2 separate regions of the Macaca mulatta genome follow, and region 1 is linked to region 2. Evidence: chromatin contacts called from public Hi-C data. All regions are on one chromosome and are shown on one strand. The core of a region is the stretch at or near the end of the contact, and the rest is flanking DNA. Distances in the headings are between cores, read along the strand shown. Region 1 holds the start of PNMA1 (PNMA family member 1). Region 2 holds the start of DNAL1 (dynein axonemal light chain 1).

What was found. A called contact is a pair of places that touch in the nucleus more often than the background predicts.
Region 1: a contact with region 2 is called in a Hi-C map of cortical neurons, with 2.7 times the contacts expected there. The contact joins the promoter of PNMA1 here to the promoter of DNAL1 in region 2. A contact is called at or near these places in 2 of 14 Hi-C or Micro-C datasets (cortical neurons and fetal cortex germinal zone).

The regions. Positions count from the first base shown.
Region 1 is chr7:146,884,332-146,888,731 of T2T-MMU8v2.0, reverse strand. PNMA1 (PNMA family member 1) reads left to right here and starts at 2,290. Exons shown (of 1, transcript NM_001348395.1): 1 at 2,290-4,400. The coding sequence starts at 3,093. The coding sequence ends at 4,154. It also overlaps a transcript of MIDEAS not described here.
Region 2 is chr7:146,827,049-146,831,305 of T2T-MMU8v2.0, reverse strand. It overlaps DNAL1 (dynein axonemal light chain 1), which reads right to left and starts at 2,850. Exons shown (of 8, transcript NM_001260594.1): 1 at 2,777-2,850. The coding sequence starts at 2,779.

The DNA.
Region 1 (4,400 bases), core at 1,041-3,540, 58 kb before region 2:
AAAAAAAATTTTTTTTTTTTTGCGACAGAGTCCCATTCTGTCGCCCAGGCTGGAGTGCAGTGGTGCGATCTCGGCTCACTGCAACCTCTGCCTCTCGGGTTAAAGGATTCTCCTGCTTCAGCCTCCTGAGTAGCTGGGATTACAGGCACACACCACCACACCCAGCTAATATTTTTGTATGTTTTTTTTTTAGTAGAGACGGGGTTTTGCCATGTTGGACAGGCTGGTCTTGAACTCCTGACCTTAGGTGATCCACTCGCCTCGGCCTCCCAAAGTGCTGGCATTACAGGCGTGAACCACCGCGCCCGGCCATAAATGTTTAAACAAGAAAGTGATTCTACTCTTCTAAGCGTACAGAGACCAGACCCGGTGAATGTAACTGGGGAAAATCAAGATGGTACCTCTCTGCATTAATCCTGCCAGACACCATATTTTAGGAAGGTCCATGCTCCAGGATGCATTCATGTCTTGGATACAGTGTGAAAATTAAAAAGTTTAGAGGGTAGATGTAATTGTGGCAAGTGACTTGCCAATAAAGTAGGTGCAGCTATAGAAGCTGGCATAGGTATATCCTTAATGGTGCTTTCTCCCTGGGCTTGTCTCTTGTTGTTTTTTTCCCTATATTCAGAGCTCTGAGAAGTGATAAACACCTCCAGCTTTCTTAACATCCTCCCCACACCATCTCACCATATCCATCTCCCAGCATCCATCTGCATTCAGCTAAGGGCGGGAAACTGACCTAGTGCCTGTGCTGCAGACCATTTCTGAGGTCTCCACCCATCCAAGGAGGCAGAGCCATCATTACTGTCCTCCATGCCTTCAGCAGCCCCCCTCACAGCTAAGGTACATACCACCCCTTCTGCCGCGCCCCCTTCCACTCCTGGCACCAAGGTCTTTTGCTGCTTATGTCTAAAGGGATCGCCTATATTTAACTGCCTCAGTGACCTAACCTCTTTCTTCTCATGTGCCAGATGTTAAGATGAAGGAGGAATACAACACATGCTCAAGCCTCAGCTGTTTAGTTGTTTTCACTGGGGCTCGCTTTTCTGGGACGGTATTTATTATCAGACTGGCAAGCCTAACTCCATAGGTTTACAGGAAGTAGGGATATTTTTATAAAACAATTGTGTCCTCCCCACATTTTGCTATGTTAATATTTGCCTCTAACAATTTGCAGCTGTTTCACTTTTTCCTCATTTGTCTCTAAGTTGAAGGCCTTGTTGGAGGGGACAGAGCACAGGAACAGCCTTGACAGTCTGTAATTATTGTACAAATATTTTAATAGCATATAAATAAGTATATTCCTTTTATTTTGAAACAAAAATGATCAGACACTGCCTTTTGTGTGTTTGCTGCCTGTGGCACCCTTTTTGAAAAAGACTGTTACATATTAAAATAGTGTACATACATATAAATATTACCTCTTTTGCTGTACAGTTGTGATAGAGACTGAAGATTTTATTTTTTGTGTGCTTTTTATAAGAAAAAATTAATACACTAAAGAATCTTGCTGATGTGATTGTAATGTACCTATGTAACTTATTTACTTTTGAATGTTCTTCTGTATCTTTAAACCTTTTATTAAATAAGGTTTTAAAAATTCAGAGTTGAATGCTATGTTCTCTCGGGATTTTCACCATCTGGGGTTGATGTAAGTGGGCCTTGTCTTGCTTGCAGGGAGATTACTCGACATTTTTGAGCCATAAGGATTCTCTTTTAGCAGCCTATTGTCGATGCCAGCCAGGAAAAGGAAAATAACACTAATGTTTGCCTGGCTAAAAGATGACTCAGTAGACACAGACAAACAGATGTTTACAAAAGTTTAGACAAGAAAAAGTCTAAACTCAGTATCTCACACAAAAAATGGCGCACTCCGGCTTCATTGGGATAAAATACGCAGGGTGCACAGTGTGGTCAGGGGTAACGGGAAGCCAGGGTTCTGAGGAGAGTATTTTCACGTGCAGGGTGGACTGGCTGGGCAACCCGAGTAGACAAGTCCACCATGAGGGATGCCATGACTTCCAATAGTATCATCTTAAATCCACTCCAGGATTGGGTTATTATTTTTAAAACACGGTGCTTAGCAGTATTTGTTTGCTGTTAAAATGGAAAATTATGAAAAAGGAAATGCGCCATCAGAGAAACAAATGCCCGAGCCCCTCGCTGGCACCATGGCAACCGCTCGACCCCCGCGGGCCGCCGGAGCAGGCGTGATTCGCGCCAGCTGGGGCGCCGTTGCCATGGCGACGCCCGAGCGGCTCCGCCACAGGGGCGGGACGGGGCGGGGCTGACGCCGCTCGCGGGCTGGCCCCATCCTCCACTGCAGCAGTAACGTCGCAGCGGGTTGCGGGTAGGACTCGACGCTGGGGCAGCCGCGCAGCGCCTGAGCCGCTGCAGGCCGCCGCGGCCGCCGCTGCCCACCCTTGCCTGTGCTGTTTCCAGCCTCGCTTCTCCGGCTTTCCTGCTCCTCTGCTGCCTTCGTTTCTGGTCCTCGGCCGTCCTCGCCGCCCGCCCAGAGGAGTCCCCGCGCCCGCCAAGAGGAGTCCCCACGCCCTCCAAGAAGCCGCTCTCCGCTGGCCCGCAGCCGCCGCGACTTCGGCACAGTCTCTCCCTCTGGCTAGTCTCCCAAACGGCCGCTCCTCGCCCGCGGGAAGACCAGGCTGCGACCGCGAACGCCCGATCCTCTCCAGGAGCCGCAGCGAGCGCCCGGCGGGCACGCCCCGCGACCACACCCCGGCTGCTTTCGACCCAGCGCGCCTGCCTTCGCCGCCCGCCCTCGCTCCTTGCCCGCTGCACGACGACGCGACAGCCCGGCTGCAAGCGGCAGACCCGACCGGACCCGGACCCAGACGCAAGATGGCGACGGCCGCGTGACTTCCTCAGCGTCCCCGAGCTCAGCTCCAAGTGTACCTACGGACTGACTGGGGGGGCAGAGAAGGGCGAGATCAGGACTCTGTGTCTTTGTTAGTCGTGAATGCATGAAGCCTACCTCCCTTGGGCCTACTTGGTGGGAGTGTCTGGTATTGTTCTAAGGCCAGGAGTACGGTGAGCCACAGTCTGTTGGTAGAATTGGCGTCTTGATAGTTGAGAAAATGGCGATGACACTGTTGGAAGACTGGTGCCGGGGGATGGATGTGAACTCCCAGAGAGCTCTGTTGGTCTGGGGCATCCCAGTGAACTGTGATGAGGCTGAAATCGAAGAGACCCTCCAGGCAGCGATGCCCCAGGTCCCCTACCGAATGCTTGGGAGAATGTTCTGGAGGGAAGAAAATGCGAAAGCAGCCTTATTAGAGCTCACTGGCGCTGTCGATTACGCCGCGATCCCCAGGGAGATGCCGGGCAAAGGAGGGGTCTGGAAAGTGTTGTTTAAGCCCCCAACTTCTGATGCTGAATTTTTAGAAAGATTGCACCTCTTCCTAGCTAGAGAGGGGTGGACCGTGCAAGATGTTGCCCGTGTCCTTGGGTTTCAGAACCCTACTCCGACCCCGGGCCCAGAGATGCCAGCAGAGATGCTAAACTATATTTTGGATAATGTTATTCAGCCTCTTGTTGAGTCCATATGGTACAAGAGGCTGACACTTTTCTCGGGGAGGGACATCCCAGGGCCTGGAGAGGAAACCTTTGATCCCTGGCTGGAGCACACTAATGAGGTCCTAGAGGAGTGGCAGGTGTCCGATGTAGAAAAGAGGCGGCGGTTGATGGAGAGCCTTAGAGGCCCTGCCGCTGATGTCATTCGCATCCTCAAGTCCAACAACCCCGCGATAACCACTGCCGAATGCCTGAAGGCGCTTGAGCAGGTGTTTGGGAGCGTTGAGAGCTCTAGGGATGCCCAGATCAAATTTCTGAACACTTATCAGAACCCGGGAGAAAAATTGTCTGCTTATGTCATTCGTCTGGAGCCTCTGCTACAGAAGGTGGTAGAGAAGGGGGCCATTGATAAAGATAACGTGAACCAGGCCCGCCTAGAGCAGGTCATTGCTGGGGCCAACCACAGCGGGGCCATCCGAAGGCAGCTGTGGCTTACCGGGGCTGGGGAAGGGCCGGCCCCAAACCTCTTTCAGTTGCTGGTGCAGATCCGTGAGGAGGAAGCCAAGGAGGAGGAGGAGGAGGCTGAGGCCACCCTTCTGCAGTTAGGCCTGGAAGGGCACTTCTGAGTGCCAGAAAAGACAGCTTTAGTGCAGACCTAGATCACAGCTAGTTTTCTTGTCCCTGTGGGGGTCTTACAGATGTGTCTCTGAGTAGTAAAGGCTTAGCCCTGTTCCGTTTTGTTGTTTTTTTGGAGGGGAAGGTTAGTCAGGCCTGAGTATTCATGTAACATTCTAAAATTGTGCAAGCGAGCACCGTGAGCTGCTACAATGCAAGTGGGTCTTGCTGGCTAAAGTGCCAGGTAAAGGGTTGGT
Region 2 (4,257 bases), core at 1,601-4,100:
TCACTTGACCCAGGGAGGGAGGCTTCAGTGAGCCGAGATCACACCACTATACTCTATCCTGGGCAACAGAGCAAGACCCTGTCTCAAAAAATATATATAACCTGGACAACATAGCAAGACCCTGTCTCTACAAAAAAACACAAATATTAGTCAGGCATAGTGGCAGGCACTGGCAGTTCCAGCTACTGGGGGGCTGGGGAACTGGGCAGGGGCTAAGCCAGGAGGATCACTTGAGCCTGGGAGGTCAGGGCTGCATGAGCCTAAATGGTGCCACTGCACTCCAGCCTGGGTGACAAAGCGAGATCTTGTCTCAAAAATGAAACAAACAAAAACCACACACATACACACACATACAGAAAAAGAGACAGAATACAGAGAAATAACTACAGACACCACAGAGACTTTAAAAATAAAATATCATTGCTGGGCACAGTGGCTCATGCTTGTAATCCCAGCACTTTGGGAGGCTGAGGCAGGTAGATCACTTGAGGTCAGGAGTTTGAGACCAGGCTGGCCAACATTGGGAAACCCCATCTCTACAAAAAATACAAAAATTAGCTGGGCATGGTGGTGTGCACCTGTAGTCCCAGCTACTTGGGTGGCTGAGGCAGAAGAAGTGTTTAAACCCAGGAGGTAGAGGTTGCAGTGAGCCGAGACTGTGCCATTGCACTCCAGCCTGAGCGACAGAGCAAGACTCCATCTCCAAAATAAAAAATAAATATCATAAGCAAACATATGGCAATAAAGTTTAAAACCTAGACAAGGTATGCATTTCTATAAAAAACATAAAAGTGTCAAAACTGTCATAAGAATCAAGAAAATTTGAATAGATCAACACTATTTAAAATATTAAAATGATAGATTTACCCTTATCCTCCTCCCCTAATACTGCAAGCCTAGACACTTCTGCAAGTGAGTTCTACTAAGCTTTCAAGGGTATTCCCTGTAACAAGTTGTTTCAGAAACCAGAAAAAGAGGGAAAGCTGCCAACATATAAGACAGTGGTCACATAAGACTGTAATACTGTATTTTTACTGTAACTTTTCTATGTTTGTTTGTTTGTTTGTTTGAGACAGGGTCTTGCTCTGTTGCCCAGGCTGGAGTGCAGTGGTGCAATCTCAGCTCACTGCAACCTCCACCTCCCATGTTCAAGTGATTCTCATGCCTCAGCCTCCTGAGTAGCTGGGATTATAGGCGTACCACGACACCCAGCTAATTTTTGTATTTTTAGAAGAGGCGGAGTTTCACCATGTTGGCCCGGTGGGTCTTGAACTCCTGACCTCAGGTGATCTGCCAGCCTCAGCCTCCCAAAGTTCTGGGATTACAGGCGTGAGCCACTGCACTCTGGAGGCTTTTCTATGTTTAAATACACAAATACATTGTTTCAATGGCCTACAGTATTCAGTACAGTAAGATGCTATAAAAGTTTGTAGCCTAGGAGCAATAGCCTACACCATCTGGTTTTTGTAGGCATATTCTATGAAGTTTGCAAGGCAAAACTGCCAATGATATGTTTCTTAGAATGTATCCCTGTCATCATTAAGTGACTTATAACTGTACTCGTTCTGATTCTCTATTTGAAGATTTTCAACAATCACTATGGCTCATACTTTCATAAATATTTAGGTCTGAGGCTTTCTTCACCTGAATATAAACCCAGGTTCCAGAACTTTCAACTTTCCTTGGCAGTGGCTTTCAGCTAACTGCTTGGGGAACAAAGTAAGGAAAGCAGAGGGGGAAACTACTTTTTAAAGAGTGGTATTTAATCTGTTGAGGGCAGGCATGACTTCCTCATCATTTTCATCTCTTGGGCTCAATTTCTGCCCACTAATATAGCACTGGAATCACAAAAAGAAGACAAGTAATTATGCTGCTTCTTCATAAACATCTCTATCCAGTAGGACATCACATACTTTGCTCAATAGCTCTGTCTGTAATCCTTTTGAAATGACTAGTTAGAACTACCAAGTATGTAAGCAAGAGAGTGAACACTTCAAGTAAGAGTTGAGGAGCATCTCTAGGTAAAACCATTACTTCATAAAGAGCTCTGATTGGATAGACAGCTGGTAGATTTCAAACCTAAGGTAACAGCATTTCTCAGTGTGGTGGGATGCCCCCCAATTTTATAATCACTTGAGGTGTGTTGTCGAAATGCACATTCCTGAAACCCCCAATCATATTAAAAATTCATAATCTGCATTCCAACAAGCCCATACTTATGCATACTGAAATTTGAGAATCAGTGCTCTAATACATCCACCAGAGTGTGTTTTACAGCGTTACCTAATAATTGCACTCGTAGTCATTCAGAAGGCAACCTGGGTACATCACAGGTTACGAATACTGCTGCAATCCCTGTTATACAGAACCCTCTGGTAACCAGTCCCTCCCTGCATCTCGACGGGGGGGTCATTAAAATTACTGATATGTAAAGAGATATCTTCACACTCTCCTTCCCATCACCCTTCCCACTCCAATACGCTCTTTTTGGAGAATTTCCTGCTCTTCGCCCTCCCTTTTCTCCTGTCAGAGTCCCTCCACCTTAACCCAACCTCCCATCCACCCCAGGCCGCCCTCACCCCAGGCCGCCCTCACCCCAGACCACCCCCGGCCAGGGCTTCTCTTTCGCCCGGGGCCCCTGACTCCACAGAGCTAGCGTCAGCTACCGGCTCCCTTCCGCTGTTCAAGGACCCCCAGACCCTCGACACTCCACAGTCACCCTTTTCCACTCCCAATCTTCTCTCAGCTTTGGCTACGCGGCCCGAAAGGTACTCACCATTCCGGCGGTTGCTACTGTCACTGCTCTGGTTGCTAGGGCCCGCGGGGTCAGTGCGCGTGCGCACTTCTCGGCGCTCTCCGCCGAAGCCCCATGCCCGGCAGCGGTCCTTTCTCTCCGCCCTCAGGGTGGTGCGAGCGGGGCATTGTGGGACTGCGTGGCGGCCGCCGGGGTCCTCCCGTCCGGCTGTTGCTGGCTGCCCTTTTGCTGCTCTAGGGCTTAACCGCGCACAGAGTGGTCAGGACCGAAAGCAGTTTCAGCTGATCTGTAGTGACTCGCCCGCCTAAAGTTAAAGACCTTAAAACGTCCCCCTAACAACTGCCCTTTTCATAAAATAATGTTTTTAATTCCTTTCCCCTACCGATGGCCTTTCCCACCCTTTTCCGGAGGAGGGAAAATAAACGGCTTGCCGTAATTTATCCCTCCGTCCCACTGAGAATACCAGAGCCAAACTCCACCGATTTTATATTTCTTTACCCCGGATCCTCCAGGGAGCCAGAGGCAGCTAAAAGCTCTGTTCCACATTTTAAATATCACAAATTGTGGGTTTTAATCACCAAGGTGTCTTTTTTTCCCCCACCTACCAAATGAGCTAAAAATTAACAATAATAATAATTCATAGAGTTGATAGGGGTATGGAGAAGTAGGAACACACAAATACGCTGCTGTTTATAATTGATACAGCCTTTCTGGAAGGCTGTTGGCTGTTCAAAAACTTTTGCACCCTTTGTGGTCCAGCAGTTCCACATCTAGGACTTTATCCTGAGCACAGAGATGTATGTTCAAAGCTTTAATAGCAAAAAAAAAGAAAAAAGAAAAACTCAATTATCAACAAAAGAGAATTGGTGACTGGGACTGGTGGCTCACGCCTGTAATCCCAGCACTTTAGGAGGCTGAGGCGGGAGGATCACTTGATCACTTGAGACCAGCCTGGCCAACATGGTGAAACCCCGTCTCTACTAAAAATACAAAAATTAGCCGGGTGTGGTGGCACGCGCCTGTAGTCCCAGCAATTCCGGAGCCTGAGCCACGAAAATTGCTTGAACCCGAGGGGCGGACGTTGCAGTGAGCCGAGATCGCGCCACTGCACTCCAGTCTGGGCAACAAGAGTGACACGCCGTCTCAAAACAAACAAAAAAAAAAAAAAAAGAAAGAAAGAAAGAGAGAAAATTGGTTAGTAGTATTGAACATCCAATGCAATAATGTTCTTCCACTAAAAAAGTACCAATGACTTGCTGAAAGGCATCTATTCACATCCAAAGATAGTCATATTTTAAGTAAAAATAGAAGTTACCAAACAAAATAGTTGGTACGATTTTCTTTTAAAATTATACATAGTGGCCTGGTGCAGTTTGTTCATGCCTGTAATCCCAGAAATTTGGGAGGCCAAAGTAAAAAGATCCCTTGAACCCAGGAGTTCGAGACCAGCCTAGGCAACATAACAAGACCCTGGCTCTATAAAAAATAAAAATTAGCCAGGC